2 separate regions of the Mus musculus genome follow, and region 2 is linked to region 1. A link is a contact called in public promoter capture Hi-C data. All regions are on one chromosome and are shown on one strand. The core of a region is the stretch at or near the end of the contact, and the rest is flanking DNA. Distances in the headings are between cores, read along the strand shown.

Region 1 (3,698 bases), core at 425-2,924:
CTTTGTGAAGGAAATGATTTTCAACCCACAGCAAAGATAGAAATCGAATTCAAGTGGGATGCCTTGTGGAGGAGAGGTGAGACCATGCATGTTAACTGGACCTGGCTCTATAGCGTAACCTTGAATCCAGGCAGGGACAGAGTGGTCTAGTGAGAGCCTCAGACACCCATGATCTGCACTGAGATCATGATCTACTCTGCTGGGTGGATGCCTGGTCCTGGGGGTTGGATTCTGGGGGGTTGGGGAGGTGGGCCTCTCCCTTCCTTTAGTCTCAGCTTCAGGGTCAGGCTTTATGGGACCCTTGCTGATGTTACCTCCACCCTGGCTCCTTGCCCTCAGCTGACAATGTCCCCCTTTCTGAAGATCACTTTGATCTGGGATTGTCATCTCAGCTGGTTATTGGGTTAAACACAAATGACTTAAGGGTCTTCTCATTGCCCCCCCCCCCCCCAGGGCCCGCTTCTCCCAGGAGACATGTCTGTGGCCTTCATCTTTGCTTGCTCATTGCTGGGCTTTCCACAGACATGGCAATGGTCAGCAGGCCTCGGTGAGTCTCCATACTCAGAGAGCTCTGCGCACTTTCTCCCTCTGGGCATTCATCCTACCAATGGCATACTTGGTTTTCTTGTAGGTAGGATCTGAACAGAGAGCAAGACACTGGGACTTGTGTACCCCTAAGTCATTCCTCACTTTAGACAAACTCCCAGATTTTCTGTTGGCTAACCGATAAAGGAGTTGGCTGCAAGTACACAGGCCCTGTGGAGCCCCAAACAAGATAAGCTCCAGAATTCTCAGGTTAAAAGACACAGGGGCCCAGAGTGGGAACCACAAAGGCCTGTTCTGTCTCAGGTATCCCAGGATGACCTTAAACTCATCCAGGTGGCTGTGAATGACCTTGAACTTCTCCTGCTGTCTCCATCTCCAGAGTGCTAGGACCACAGATTATGCAAAGACCCCGTTTATGTTGCGCATGGGATCAAACCCAAGGCTTCCTGCGTGCGAGGCAAGCAGGGAACCACCTGAGCCATTGCCCAGCCTGTCCTTGGGGTTTCGATAAAGCACCAGATTTCTTGTGGCCAAGACCCCAAAGGAACCCATTTCTGGGAGGAGAGCTGTTTCTCCCAACAGCTGGAGAGAACCGGAAGTGGCCTTTACTCTTAAACCAAGAAAGGATCCCCCCTCCCACTCCCGCTGCCCCCAACTCCTGCTCTATAGGAAACTCCATCTCCACATCACTTAGCCCATCACTCACTTTCCATGGTCCTGGGATCAGAGATGGACAGGGTTTAGCTGCCTTTAGCAGGGAGATGATCCAGGCATAGGAGGAGTTCCTACTGCGACTAGAAGGGACAGGATAGGGAAGGGGCAGACATCCTGGACCAGCGCTAGGGGCACCCTGGCTTGCGTCACCAGGCCCACCCCCTCAAGACATCACAATCTATGGGCTGCGACCCCCCTGTGCCTCATCATTGTGCGTTTGCGACCAAACAATCCAACCAACACCCACCCTGCGGGTGGGGGAGGAAAAAAAAGGAAAAAAAAAAAAAAAGGACTGTCCTGAGGCCGGCTCCTCCCGCCCCGCCCCGCCCTCTTCCCTCCCGCCCGGGGCCCCCGCCCCCGCCGGGCAGTGAGCGCGCGCCGGGCGCCCCGCTCCGCCGCCCGCGCCCGCCCGCCAGCCCGTCCGCCCGCGGCGGGGCCGGCCCTTCGCCCGCCCACCAGCCCCGCGCTAGCCGCCCACCTCTCGCTGCCCGCTGCCCGCCGCCCGCCGCCCGCCGCCCCGGCCCGCCGCGCGCGCTCCATGGCTGCTCAGGAGTGGGACTGGTTCCAGCGCGAGGAGCTCATCGGGCAGATCAGCGACATCCGTGTGCAAAACCTGCAAGGTACCGCGGCCCCGGCCTCCCCGGAGGGCCCGTATCCACCAAGCGTGGGCCCGGCTGGTTCCCCCCGTGCGCCCCGGAGCCGGTGTGGCTGGCCTGCGCCGGGTTTGCAGAGCTCAGGGGGTGGGGCGGTGCGTGGGCGTGTGTGTGCACGCGTGTGCGTGTGGGCACGCGCGTGTGTGCACCCCATTCCCAGCAGGGGACCATCACCCCCCTCCTACCGCCTCCGGTAGTTTAGAGAAGTTTGTACGTGGAGTCTTGGGGGGCGGTGGCCCGGGTCAGGGCCAGGAGAAAGTGCCACTGTGTGCTGTGTGCGCACAAGCCAGACTTAAAGCTCTTCCGAAGTAGCTATGGGGCTGGGGACCTGGAGTGGGGCACAGCGTCAGTCCCGAGAGGCTCTGGATGATGGGGGCACGCTGAGGACTCCAGTGAACTGAGTGAGGTTCAGAAGACCTTCTCTACCCAGCCCCACAGACTAGGGAGGGGCTGGAACTAAACCCCCTTGCCTGAGGCGGTTGACAAGATGAAAGAGAAACTCCTGGTGGCCCGTGTGTCAGACTTGGGCTCTGTGGTTCTGCCACCTATGACTATGAAGTATCTTCCAAAAGAAAGTATTGGGTGTGGAAACTTAGCAAACACACACACACACACACACACACACACACACACACAGAGAGAGAGAGAGAGAGAGAGAGAGAGAGAGAGAGAGAGAGAGAGAGCGCTCTTAAGGAAAAGAGACCCACCCCTCCCACTCGCAAAAGGCATTGCTCTCAAGCCCTGTGGGTGGAGTGTGTTTCGAGCCCCCTCTCTCCTATGGGAGCTTTGCAGAATTGGACATAAATCCACTTCCGGCCTCCTCACCCACCTGGCCCCATGCACAGGTGAGGCTGGGTTAAGCCACTTCCCCTACTGACTCGGGGCTGAAGAAGAGTCCAAGGTTGAATTCGCCAGGATCCAACTGGAAGGTCTGGACAGAGGTGGGGCAGGAGGATTGTGGGTGTCCCTTTTGCCAGCAGGGCAGGGAGCCCCTGCGGGGGGTGGGGGGGAAGAGTCTAGATTAAACATTACACCTGAGAGAATGTTTTCTGGGAGCTCACGTGGCCCTCTCCAACTGAGGTTTGGCAAGGACAGTGCAGGTCTGCAGAGGTGACCTGAAAAGGAGCCAGCGGGCGGCTCAGGGAGTGGGCACTGCACTGGCAGCTCTGGATTCTGCTACTGTACAGCTACTGTGATTTGTGTCAAAGGAGGAGGCTCAGAGCTGCAGTGATGGAGAGAGCTTGGGTTTGGTTTGGGGTGGGCAGCATACCATTGCTGAGATGGTATCTGGTTGGGGCTGTCAGATCTGGTGTGTCTCATGTACCTTAGGCAATCACTAGGCATTTTAATGAGCACATACTATCTGCCACAGACAATTATTCTTGTAGGATCAGGTCCCTTGGTAGAGCTCAATTATTGTAAAGGAACAGGCGGCGAAGTGAGGCAGAGAGATGGGACTACACAGCATGATTTGCGACAGTTCTTGAAGGGCTAGAGGGGTGTCTCAGCTCCTCGCTTTGAGGTGACCACACTTTCAGGCAAAATATCAGTTATAATTTGAACAGCAATGGATTCTGTTAGTAAGAGGCCAACTTCAAATCATGTATCTCAAATGTCATATGTATTACATATGTATTACATGTATGACATAGACTGATTTTAAGCGTAAGCTTAGCATGCTTTTAGTTGTGGGTACACCTCAGGTAATTGCTACCTACATAAAGATTCCCAGATCCCTCACCTTCCTTCCCAGTCAGTAACCTCACCCGCCCATCACCAAGGCAA
Region 2 (3,749 bases), core at 6-2,505, 590 kb before region 1:
CCAGTCTGGCTTTTGAAGTTACATCTTAAACAGACTTCCAACACACCGGCAAAAGTCTGGCGAAAGTGTGCCTTCGAACATCACTCCGGAAAACAAGCAGCAGTGTTGGGGGGGGGGGGGCAGGTCCTTGACAAGCACCCAGGAGACAGGATGTCGCCCCTATCACTCTGCTCCCAGCACAACCTCAGAAGGTGAAATATCATGGTTTGGGACTTGTGTCCGGCCAAATGTAGCCTTTACCCATGGTCGACTCTGGGTCTTCCCAGGGGCCACACACAATCCCAGAAAAGGGTGTGTGTCTTTGTTCTGGCTCAAGAGAACACCAAGGATCACAACTCAGGGGATTCTCCTGCAGCGGAGACCAGGCAGAGCGCCAAGAGGTCATTTGTCCGCCTGCCACGAGGAACCTGTTTTGTGTGGGGACGGATGGTGGTTCCCTGCTCAAACCCAGCACAAAGCAAAAATGCTTTTAAACCATGCATCTCTATCACAAAGCCCTGTCACACTGCCTTCCTGAGCGCTAGAGACTAAAGTCCCACCCACAGTGGAGAAGAAAGGGGGTGGGGGGTTCCCAGAGGACACCAACAAGTACCAGCGCCGAGCAAAACCAGAATGGGGAGAGCAGCTTCCCCTCTGCCAGTCCAGGGGCTCCAGAGCAAACAGCGGGTGGGGGTTGGGCAGGGAGGGGCCACTTCAACTGCCCAGGCTCCTCGGAACTGTCTTTCTCAGAAGTAGGGGTGCTCAGTGGAGACAGCCCTACTGCACCCCTCGATGTGCAAGGGGTATGGGCCACTCCATCCAGGACAGTCAAGCTCCCGAGTACGTACACCAGGTGGGGCTCCCCGGCTCGGGACAAAGGACCTGGCCACGGATGCAAGAGATGCACCCGGGAGGACAGCGAGGCTGGGGTCCTGCAAACTTGGAGACCCTAGGACGCGTGGGGGGAAGATTCCAGGTTACCTGAGCGGCCATAAAAGACAGATCCATGGTGTCACGGCTGGTGTGGCTGCTGCTGCTGCTGCTGCTGCTGCTGCTGCTGCCCCTGCTCCAGTCCTCGCTGTTGCTGCTGCTGTCGTCGCCGTCGCCGCTGCGAGTCCAGCCTCCCGCACAATTATCAGAGAGCGGGCGGAACCGCGAGCAGGTGCCCTCGGGCCCCGGCGACCGTGACCTCAGCAGCCCTGGCGTGGTGGCGAGTCTCCAGCCCTCTCAGCGCCCTGGCTGGCTCCAGGCTTCGGCTCCAGACGCCTCCAAGTGGGCGGGAGACCCCGGGCGCGGCGCCCCTCCACGTGACCACTCCCAACCACACCCCCGAGGGCGGGCCAAGCCAGACCCTTGATTTCTAGCAGTCCTCTCTCTACCCTGGCCAAATGGGGAAAGTGAGGTCTGAGGCGAGCCAGCTGGGGCGATGGGTGCCCTTCCCAGGGCACTTGACTCCAGCCCCAAAAGTGCTTTCCGGGAGTTGTTTGAGTAGATGTGTCTGGCTTTCGGTGGCAACCCTGCTCCTACACTTCTGAAGGCTTGGCTCTTGAACTGAGCAGAACAAAGCGGAAAGTCTAGCATTTTTGTATTGTGCGGTTTGGGTGAATTAGTGCTCGTTTGAATCTGAGTATCCTCGTTTGTAGAATGGGAGTAACGGAACCTAGGGATTATGTCTCCACAGGATGAGCTGTAGGAAGGCCCTTAGTGGAGACCATGGAGTGAATCGCATACATAACCTGCAAACAGTGCCTGTGGTTCAGTTACCAGAAAAGTAGCCCAAGTCACGGTTATCGATGCAGTGAAGGGAGCCACAGAGGTACCCAGAGGGGCCTGTTGCTCTCTGGGAGTGTGTGTGTCCATCCCTCCAGTCTCTTTCCCCCCTCCCCCTTCCTTTTCTCCTTCCCACCTCCTGCCCCGTGCTTCCGGTTTGTTTCCTTTCTTGCTTCCTGGGTCTCTAACTCTTCCAGGCTCAACTCTTCCTCGCTCCCTCACTCTGGCATCTATCACTTCTGCACCCTTCCAGGCCAAGCACTGGCCTTCAGTCTCAGTGCCCCCCGGAACCCCACTGGTTCCCACCGGGCTACAGCAGCGGGTCTTAACCGACATAATGTTGCAACCCTTCAATACAGTTCCTCATGCTGTGGTGATCCCTGAACATAAAATTATTTTCGTTGCTACTTCACGACTGTAATTTTGCTATTGTTATGGTTCGTAATGTAAATATCTGATATGCAGGATATCTGATATGCGATTCTTGTGAAAGGGTCATTTGACCCCAAAGGGGTCGTGATGCCAAGGTTGAGAACGACTGCTCTATGGCCTGGCAGTTCCTCAGCCCACCCAGAACCTTCACATCCACTGCACTTTCACCATGAAGCCATTCTTGCAGAGGTTTGTAGGTGTGTGTGTGTTTGTCTATGTGTTTATGTGTGCATATGTGTGAGTGCATATGTATGTATGTGTGCATTGTGTGTATGTGTGTGTGCATGTGTGGTGTACAACTTAAACAACAATGCCTCCTCCATGCAGTCACACAGAAAGAATAAATGGAGCTGGAGAAATGGCCCAGCCATGAAAGGCTCAGGCTCACAATTACACAGACTAAGCAATGGTCTTTAAGCCCTGAGGGCCATCTCTTCAAAGCTTTATTGCTTGCCCCGCTGCCCCAGCCGCCTGGAATCTAAGTGTTCATGGTCCCCGACTGGTCTGTTCCCATCTCTGTACTTCTGTCACTTCAAGAAAACTCTATAAATGGAACCATGACTAATAACCCTCTAGTTAGTGTCAATCAACCCAGCTACCTGGAGGTTCATCCAGGTTGTTATAGAGAACAATTTGCTCCTTTTTTATTGCTGAGTAGTATTTTATATTATTGACGTACCACGGTTAGCTTAACTACATATCTGTCAAAGGATGTCTGTGATGTTTCTGTTCTTTGGTGTTTATGAAAACATCTGCTATATACATTTATGTCTGAGTTATTTTCATGAACACGTCTGTCACCCATTCCTAAGGCTGTGGTCCTGGAGCAATGTCACTTCTACAGTATGTCCAGTAGATTAGGGCCTTGCCTAGTGTGATGGTTTGTATATCCTTGGACCAGGGAGTGGCACCATCTGAAGGTGTGGCCTTGTTGGAATAGGTGTGACCTGGTTGGAATGGGTGTGTCACTGTGGGTGTGGGTATAAGATCCTCACTCTAGTTGCCTGTCAGTCAGTCTTCCACTAGCAGCCTTTGGATGAAGACGTAGAACTCTCAGCTCCTCCTGTGCCATGCCTGCCTGGATACTGCCATGCTCCCACCTTGATGATAATGGACTGAACCTCTGAACCTGTAAGCCAGCCCCAATTAAATGTTGTTTTTTATAAGACTTGCCTTGGTCATGGTGTCTGTTCACAGCAGTAAAACCCTAACTAATACACATAGCTTCTCACCCTTCAGACCTGGCCTTGCCCACTGGAAACCCAGACAGTTCTCCCAACTGTGCTCTGGAGGAAGAGAGGGACCCGGTGGAGGCAACCCAGTTGTTTTAGTTCTGTTTTGCAAGCCCCCTGAGCACCCTGTGGCCTGTACCTCACCCTAGTCCTGTGTCCTTGGACAAGGCTCATCTGCCCTCCCTGTCCCTGGGCTGTGGCTTTTCACCTTTGAAAGAAGATGAGGGGAGCCAGTCAGCATGGAGTTCACTTCCTGTGCTTTGTCACCTGTCAGTGGTAAGCATTGGCTCATCATACGGAAAAGAAGAAAAAGGTGATTTCCCATGATGCCTTAGA

The links. Promoter capture Hi-C pulls out the DNA fragments that hold promoters and counts their contacts.
Region 2: a contact with region 1 is called in a promoter capture Hi-C map of pre-B cells, with 3 times the contacts expected there. The contact joins the promoter of D430019H16Rik here to the promoter of Clmn in region 1. A contact is called at or near these places in 5 of 39 promoter capture datasets (the 3T3-L1 cell line, embryonic stem cells, hippocampal neurons and 2 more).

What each region holds. Positions count from the first base shown.
Region 1 is chr12:104,863,052-104,866,749 of GRCm38.p6, reverse strand. Clmn (calmin) reads left to right here and starts at 1,674. Exons shown (of 14, transcript NM_053155.2): 1 at 1,674-1,880. The coding sequence starts at 1,799.
Region 2 is chr12:105,451,362-105,455,110 of GRCm38.p6, reverse strand. D430019H16Rik (RIKEN cDNA D430019H16 gene) reads right to left here and starts at 1,255. Exons shown (of 2, transcript NM_001252508.1): 1 at 961-1,255. The coding sequence starts at 987.